2 separate regions of the Mus musculus genome follow, and region 1 is linked to region 2. Evidence: chromatin contacts called from public HiCAR-type data. All regions are on one chromosome and are shown on one strand. Each heading gives the region's core, a stretch centred on a gene start, on an enhancer-like site or on the middle of the called end of the contact. The rest is flanking DNA. Distances are from core to core; before and after follow the strand shown.

Region 1 (2,700 bases), core at 1-2,500, 1.9 Mb before region 2:
AAAGTTCTAGGTTTTTTGTAATACTTCTAAGCTGTTTCTAATCTATTTTTACTGCCTTGTTCTGTCCTGAAATGTCAAAGAGTGCAGACTAGGTCTAGGAATTAACATGACAGTTAAGAAACTTGGCAAGGCTTTACAGCAGATTGTGACATTAACGGAACACAAAGGGGCAAGGCAGGATTAACGTTAATGCTCGCTTGCAGACACTATAAAAATCTATATGTCCGCGATCAGGGAATTGAAAAATAGGCTGCGTTTTAGGACAGCACTATTAAAGACAGATCTTTACAGCGAAGGGAGAGTTCCATATGAAAAGCACGTTACAGGGAAATAGTGCCCTGGTCCCTTCTGGAAAGTACAACAGGTTTGCGTCCTAGGTCAAGTAGGCATACAGCTCACTATGGCTGCCAATCCCCCCCCCAGTACCACCCCCCCCCTGCCCACACCCCTGGTTTCTTTAATCTGCGGTGAAACTGCCTTGGAAGCACTAATAGCATCCGCAGTCCCCCACCCCACCCCCCAGCCCCGGCACCCCCCTCCACCCCCACCCCCCATCCCTGGCCCCCGGCCCCAGCACCGCCCCGGCCCCAGCTGTGGAAGAGATCCTTTGATAGATGTACCTAGAAGCGGGATCATTTGTTTAGATTCTCAGATTGAAAAAATAAATCACATAGGGCCAACTTTTAATTTCATTTTAGGAAGGTTTCAAAGAACTGTATGCAGGAAGGCGTGCTGAGTCGTTCTCTCTCTCTCTCTCTCTCTCTCTCTCTCTCTCTCTCTCTCTCTCTCTCTCTCCCTTAATTCTTCCGTGGTGATTGTATAAACACTAATGACCTGACCTCCTTGGCGGGCTCCTGAATTCTGATTGGGGAACTAAGTCTTGGCATTTTAATCATGTGACTGCACCCACAGGGAAGGGTGGACGGAGCTGGTGCCGCTTACAGGCTCCCCGGGGTGCAGACTCCAAATCCCGGACCCACTCTTCTGGTCCGCATGACCTCAGGGCAGTTTAGCAACTTCTCTGGACCTCAGAGTCTTCCCTCCGGAGTGGAGGAAACAAATGTGTACCCACAAGGGAGTGTGTGCCTGTGAAGTCCCGGCGTACAGTAACTGCCGGCGCAGTTATTTTTGTTCCTTTGTTTTTAATTGGAGTGGAGTGGTAAGAATCTGTGAGGGTAGGGAGGGCGGAGGGGAGTCCTGGCCTTTAAACACAGTCTACTCCCCACGGAGTCAGCGCAGCTGCTATCAAAGAAACCTTTCTTCTAGAAAGATCTCTGATCCCATGTGTACTCTGGCCGCCTCCCTCCAGGGAGGCTGGGGGCTGAAACACAGCTGCTAGCTCAGATCTTTGGCCTGTCTGCTTTGCATGCCAGCACCCCAGGCCTCTGTTTATCCACCTGTAAATAGGGCACACTAGCACCTCCTACGAGTTGAGAATAAAACCAGTCAGCCAATAGGAAGTTCTGTGGGTTTAAAAGAGTGTGGATCCAAAAGGAATCAGAGTCCGTATTTGACAGAGATGTCTGAAAGCCTATGGCCATTGCTGCACTGCAGCTGATGCACGGGGCCAGCTTAGGTGCCTACCAACAGGAGAACAGGGAAAGACCACGTGAGATACACACACAGTAGAGTGTTAGTCGGTCATAAAGAGAAAATGGAAACACGTTCCCTGCAGAAGGAAAGCGGATGAAGTCAGAGGTTGTCATGGTCAGTGAAATAAGCCAGATACAAATAAATATACAATGTTGGCTCTCATGTGGAATCTAGAACAAAAATGTATAGGAAAAATAGAAAAGGGGTATAGATAATAGCAAGGAATAAGAAGGAAGGGTGAAAGAGCTGTCAAGGGGGAAATAGAACACACTCACCTATGGAGTTAATATACATTCTTTTAAAAAGAGAAAAAGATCCAAAGTGATGATAAGTAAGCAAGCCCCTTTTGCTAAGGTGGGGCAATATTTAAAAATAACAGCTAGTAGCTCTGGCTGTCCTAGAGCTAGCTCTGCAGAGCAAAATGGCTTCAAACTCAGAGTTCCGCCTGCCTCTGCCTGGGATTAAAGGTGTTTGCTACCACATGGGAATTGTGGGAGGTTTTGTTTTGTGTTGTGTTTGTTTGTTTGTTTCCAGGGCTGTTATGGGGATAGCTATGCCCCTCTGTCTATGCAGGACAGGGCCCACCTAGGCAGCCCATCTCAGCTTAAACACATGGCCCAAGAGGCTAAGAGAAGCTTGTCTGGTGCGGTGTTCTGCAGGGTCATTGCTGGCTTGCTGATGTCTCTGGGAGTGTCCCTGCAAACGTTGACTGATTCAGCCTAGGTGGCTTGTCCCCAGAAAGGGATGACACTGAGCCCAGTGTTTCAAAGCGATCTGGAGCAACGGTCCCTCACACCAGGGCCCAAGGACCAAGTAAGATTTTATGCCACCCCTGCTCACAAAGTTCTCCCTACAAGCACCCCGTGATCCCCATTAGCAACAAGGACTTTGCGACCTACTAGTCTGAGGTGAAGAAGCTGAGGGGCGGGAGACATCGTTGGCCAGGAACACATGGTGCCTGTCTGAACACACGCTTTAGATGTGCGTATATGCATTTGCTCACTCGGCTCACTCTTCTCCCAGGTGACCCTCCTAGCTGTAGGTGTGAACCCCTTCCCCTGCCCTCAGCGTCTACCTTAGCTTCTTCTCTGGTGTCTCAGGCTTCTA
Region 2 (2,700 bases), core at 84-2,583:
CCCACCCCCACCCAAGGGCTCAGCACATCCCACAGGGACACCCCCACAAACTCTTGAGCTCTCCCCACAGGCCCACCCTTCACCCCAGGTCCTGGGCTCTCTCCACAAGCCTACCCTCACCCCACTAATAGTAATTGACACCTTCCCAAAGCTAGTCACAGCATCAGACCCCAGAGCCTTCACAGGGAGCTGCCAACTTTCCTTCAGATGACTCTTCTAGGCACTCTGTAAACACTAAGCTGAGCATGCCCATCACAGTGAACCCCAAAAGGCCAGTACCTGGGGAGGGAGGAGGCTTTTCATGCAACCGGACTTTCTCACCCTAGGGAGGAAAAGACGAGTGTGATTATGTGTGAGCACGGCATGCTCACAGTGGACTGGCAGGGACTGGCAGGGACTGACACAGAGGGAGGCTGCAGGTGGAGGGTGGAGCTTCCTCTTCACTTGGCCCTGAGAATCTTTCTTTAGCACCTGGACTTTAACCCTTCCTGTTTTCTTACAACTGAACCCCTGGGGAAGGCTCTCTCCGGGCCTAAGTGTGCAGTGCAGTGACTGTATTTTCACTGAAGGTCTCTTCACTTTGTAACTAAAGCATGTGACGGCCCACTAGGCAGCAAAGCGGGTTCTAACTGCTGAGAAACTAGATCATGGCTGCCTCTCAGTGAGCAGAAGGCTGGGCGCTGCCCTTAGCTCTCCCACTGTGTATGGATGTAGGGTTGCGGTGGCGTTCTGCTGTGAGGTTATAACTCTTCTGAGTAAGCTTTTGTTTTGTTTTCTCAGACAGGATCTGCAGCCTTGACCCAGGAACTTATGATCCTCCTGCTGAGATGAATCCCATCCAGGTGCTGGGAATCCAGGTGTGAGCCACCACATCTGGTGAGACAGGTTTAACTATTAAATTCCTAAAAGGAGAAACTTCAGGGAAGGCTTCTTTCAGTGCTTGCACCTGGGTTATTAAAGCTGCCGATCATTCTAGGAATTCTGGAAGTGATTTCTTACTTTTCATGAGTCATGTCCACAGCTAAACTTTGGAAACTTGAACTTCCTCCAGGTTTATGAGTATTAAGTGAAGCTAGGTGTCAGGGACAAAGGAAACTCTATCTCCTCACATTCTGGCTATTAGACAAAAGGCCAGTTTTCCTCAGGAGCTTGTTAAGTTGGTTCCCCTCTCCCAAAGGAGCCACTTCCTTACCGCTGGCAGAAGGGAAAATGGCTGTCTGTGGTGCCTACTAGCACACCAAAGCACATGCTGGCCGCCAGGCTCCCTCAGTATCTCAAGTACCTAGTTCTTCTCACCTTCCCCTCCCCCAAACTTCCTCCAGCTCAGGGGCTCCCCTCCCCCAGCTACTCATGCTCCCTATAGCCCCGCTAGTTCAGCTACTCTTGGTCTCACACCTGGCCTCCCTCTCTCTTGCTTCTCTTTGTCTTCATCTCTCACTCTCCCCTCTTCTCTCCCCGCCCATGACCAGGTCCAGGCTGTTGGCCATGCTCAGTCTACTGCTCTCGCTCTCTGCTCTGGACTCTTCCAGATGTCCTTGGCTAGACTCTCCTTTCTGGCTACAGTAAAAGCCTTTCCCTTAACCATACCATGGAGCACTCATGTCTTCAGTTCATACGCTACGAATGTAGTTAACCCAAAATGTACTTGCCTAGTAAACACAGGGAGCTCAGCTCAAGACCTCAAAATATTGGGGTGTGTGTGTGTGTGTGTGTGTGTGTGTGTGTGTGTGTTTGTGAGTGTGTATGTGTGCGCATGTTAGTGTGTGTGTGTATATGTATCTGTGTGTGCGTTTGTGTGTGAGTGATGGTAACTCAGGTTTCCACAGCAGCCCCCTCTTACAGAGACTAACAGGAGCCCTGCTGAGACACTATCTATTCAAGTGCCTCCATGACAAGCATCCTGGAAGCAGGATTTCTCTCCTGGAAAGTGGGTTTACATCAAAGTGGGTATGACCACATATCCTACTACCCACTCCCTTCCCCCTTCCGTGCCTGGCTGCAGGCTTGTGCTGTGACACCTCCCTCATCCTGAGAAAGCTATACAAGGAATTCCCTGCTTTTGCCATGTGGCCTCCAATTCCTCAGATCCTGCACTCTGGAGACCCTGGGATGTTATCTGTCTCTGGTGCTTAGGCTCTCCTCGGAGCTCTGCTGTCTCTGTGTCTGTCTGCTTGAGGTATAAACAAGTCTAACAAAACCCCTTAGTCCCCAGTGATCCACCTCAGCGCCTCTCCTGAGTCACTCTCTCGAACCCCTCACCACGGAGGAGGTCAGTCAGTGAAGCATGCAGCAGAAAGACCTCTAATGAGAAGACCTTTTAATACAACAGTGTTATTATGAGGAAATAAAAGATCACAAATCAAGATTAAGTTGGTTTCATCCAAGGAAGCAAAGGAAATTGAACATGTATTAATCAGGAAACGGAAACACAGTACAGAGTCAGGGACAGAAGTCGCATGGCTCAAAAGTAAAATAAAATAAAAATAAATAAAAGAGAAAAAAATCAAAGACAAATTATAGTAAAAAGTCTACTTTTTAAAATAGGAATTCTTGAAAATAAGCTTACCTCTAGATTCAGAACAGAGTGTTTAACATCTGGTTTAAAAAGGAGAAAACGGAAAGTTTTAAAAGCATAAGAAATTAGACACATGAGAAGAGTATACTAATAAACCCAGAGACTTACCTTGTCCCCAAGTGTAG

What was found. HiCAR-type assays count read pairs that join an accessible place to other places.
Region 1: a contact with region 2 is called in a HiCAR-type map of astrocytes, with 14 times the contacts expected there. The contact joins two enhancer-like sites. A contact is called at or near these places in 1 of 39 promoter capture datasets (hippocampal neurons), 1 of 484 Hi-C or Micro-C datasets (cortical neurons) and 2 of 115 datasets of contacts at active chromatin or transcription factors (astrocytes and large pre-B cells).

Annotation. Positions count from the first base shown.
Region 1 is chr7:37,360,496-37,363,195 of GRCm38.p6, reverse strand. It overlaps a transcript of Zfp536 not described here. Among named protein-coding and RNA genes, the nearest start is that of Gm30483, 34 kb to the right of the region's middle. Within about 2 kb of position 1,250, at least 70 of the 459 cell types and tissues checked have an H3K27ac peak or open chromatin away from gene starts, as enhancers often do.
Region 2 is chr7:35,414,039-35,416,738 of GRCm38.p6, reverse strand. Cep89 (centrosomal protein 89) reads right to left here. Exons shown (of 19, transcript NM_028120.3): 6 at 2,567-2,595; 7 at 280-322. It overlaps Gm42378 (a long non-coding RNA gene), which reads left to right. Exons shown (of 4, transcript XR_881963.3): 4 at 781-1,725. Among named protein-coding and RNA genes, the nearest start is that of Cep89, 18 kb to the right of the region's middle. Within about 2 kb of position 1,333, at least 57 of the 459 cell types and tissues checked have an H3K27ac peak or open chromatin away from gene starts, as enhancers often do.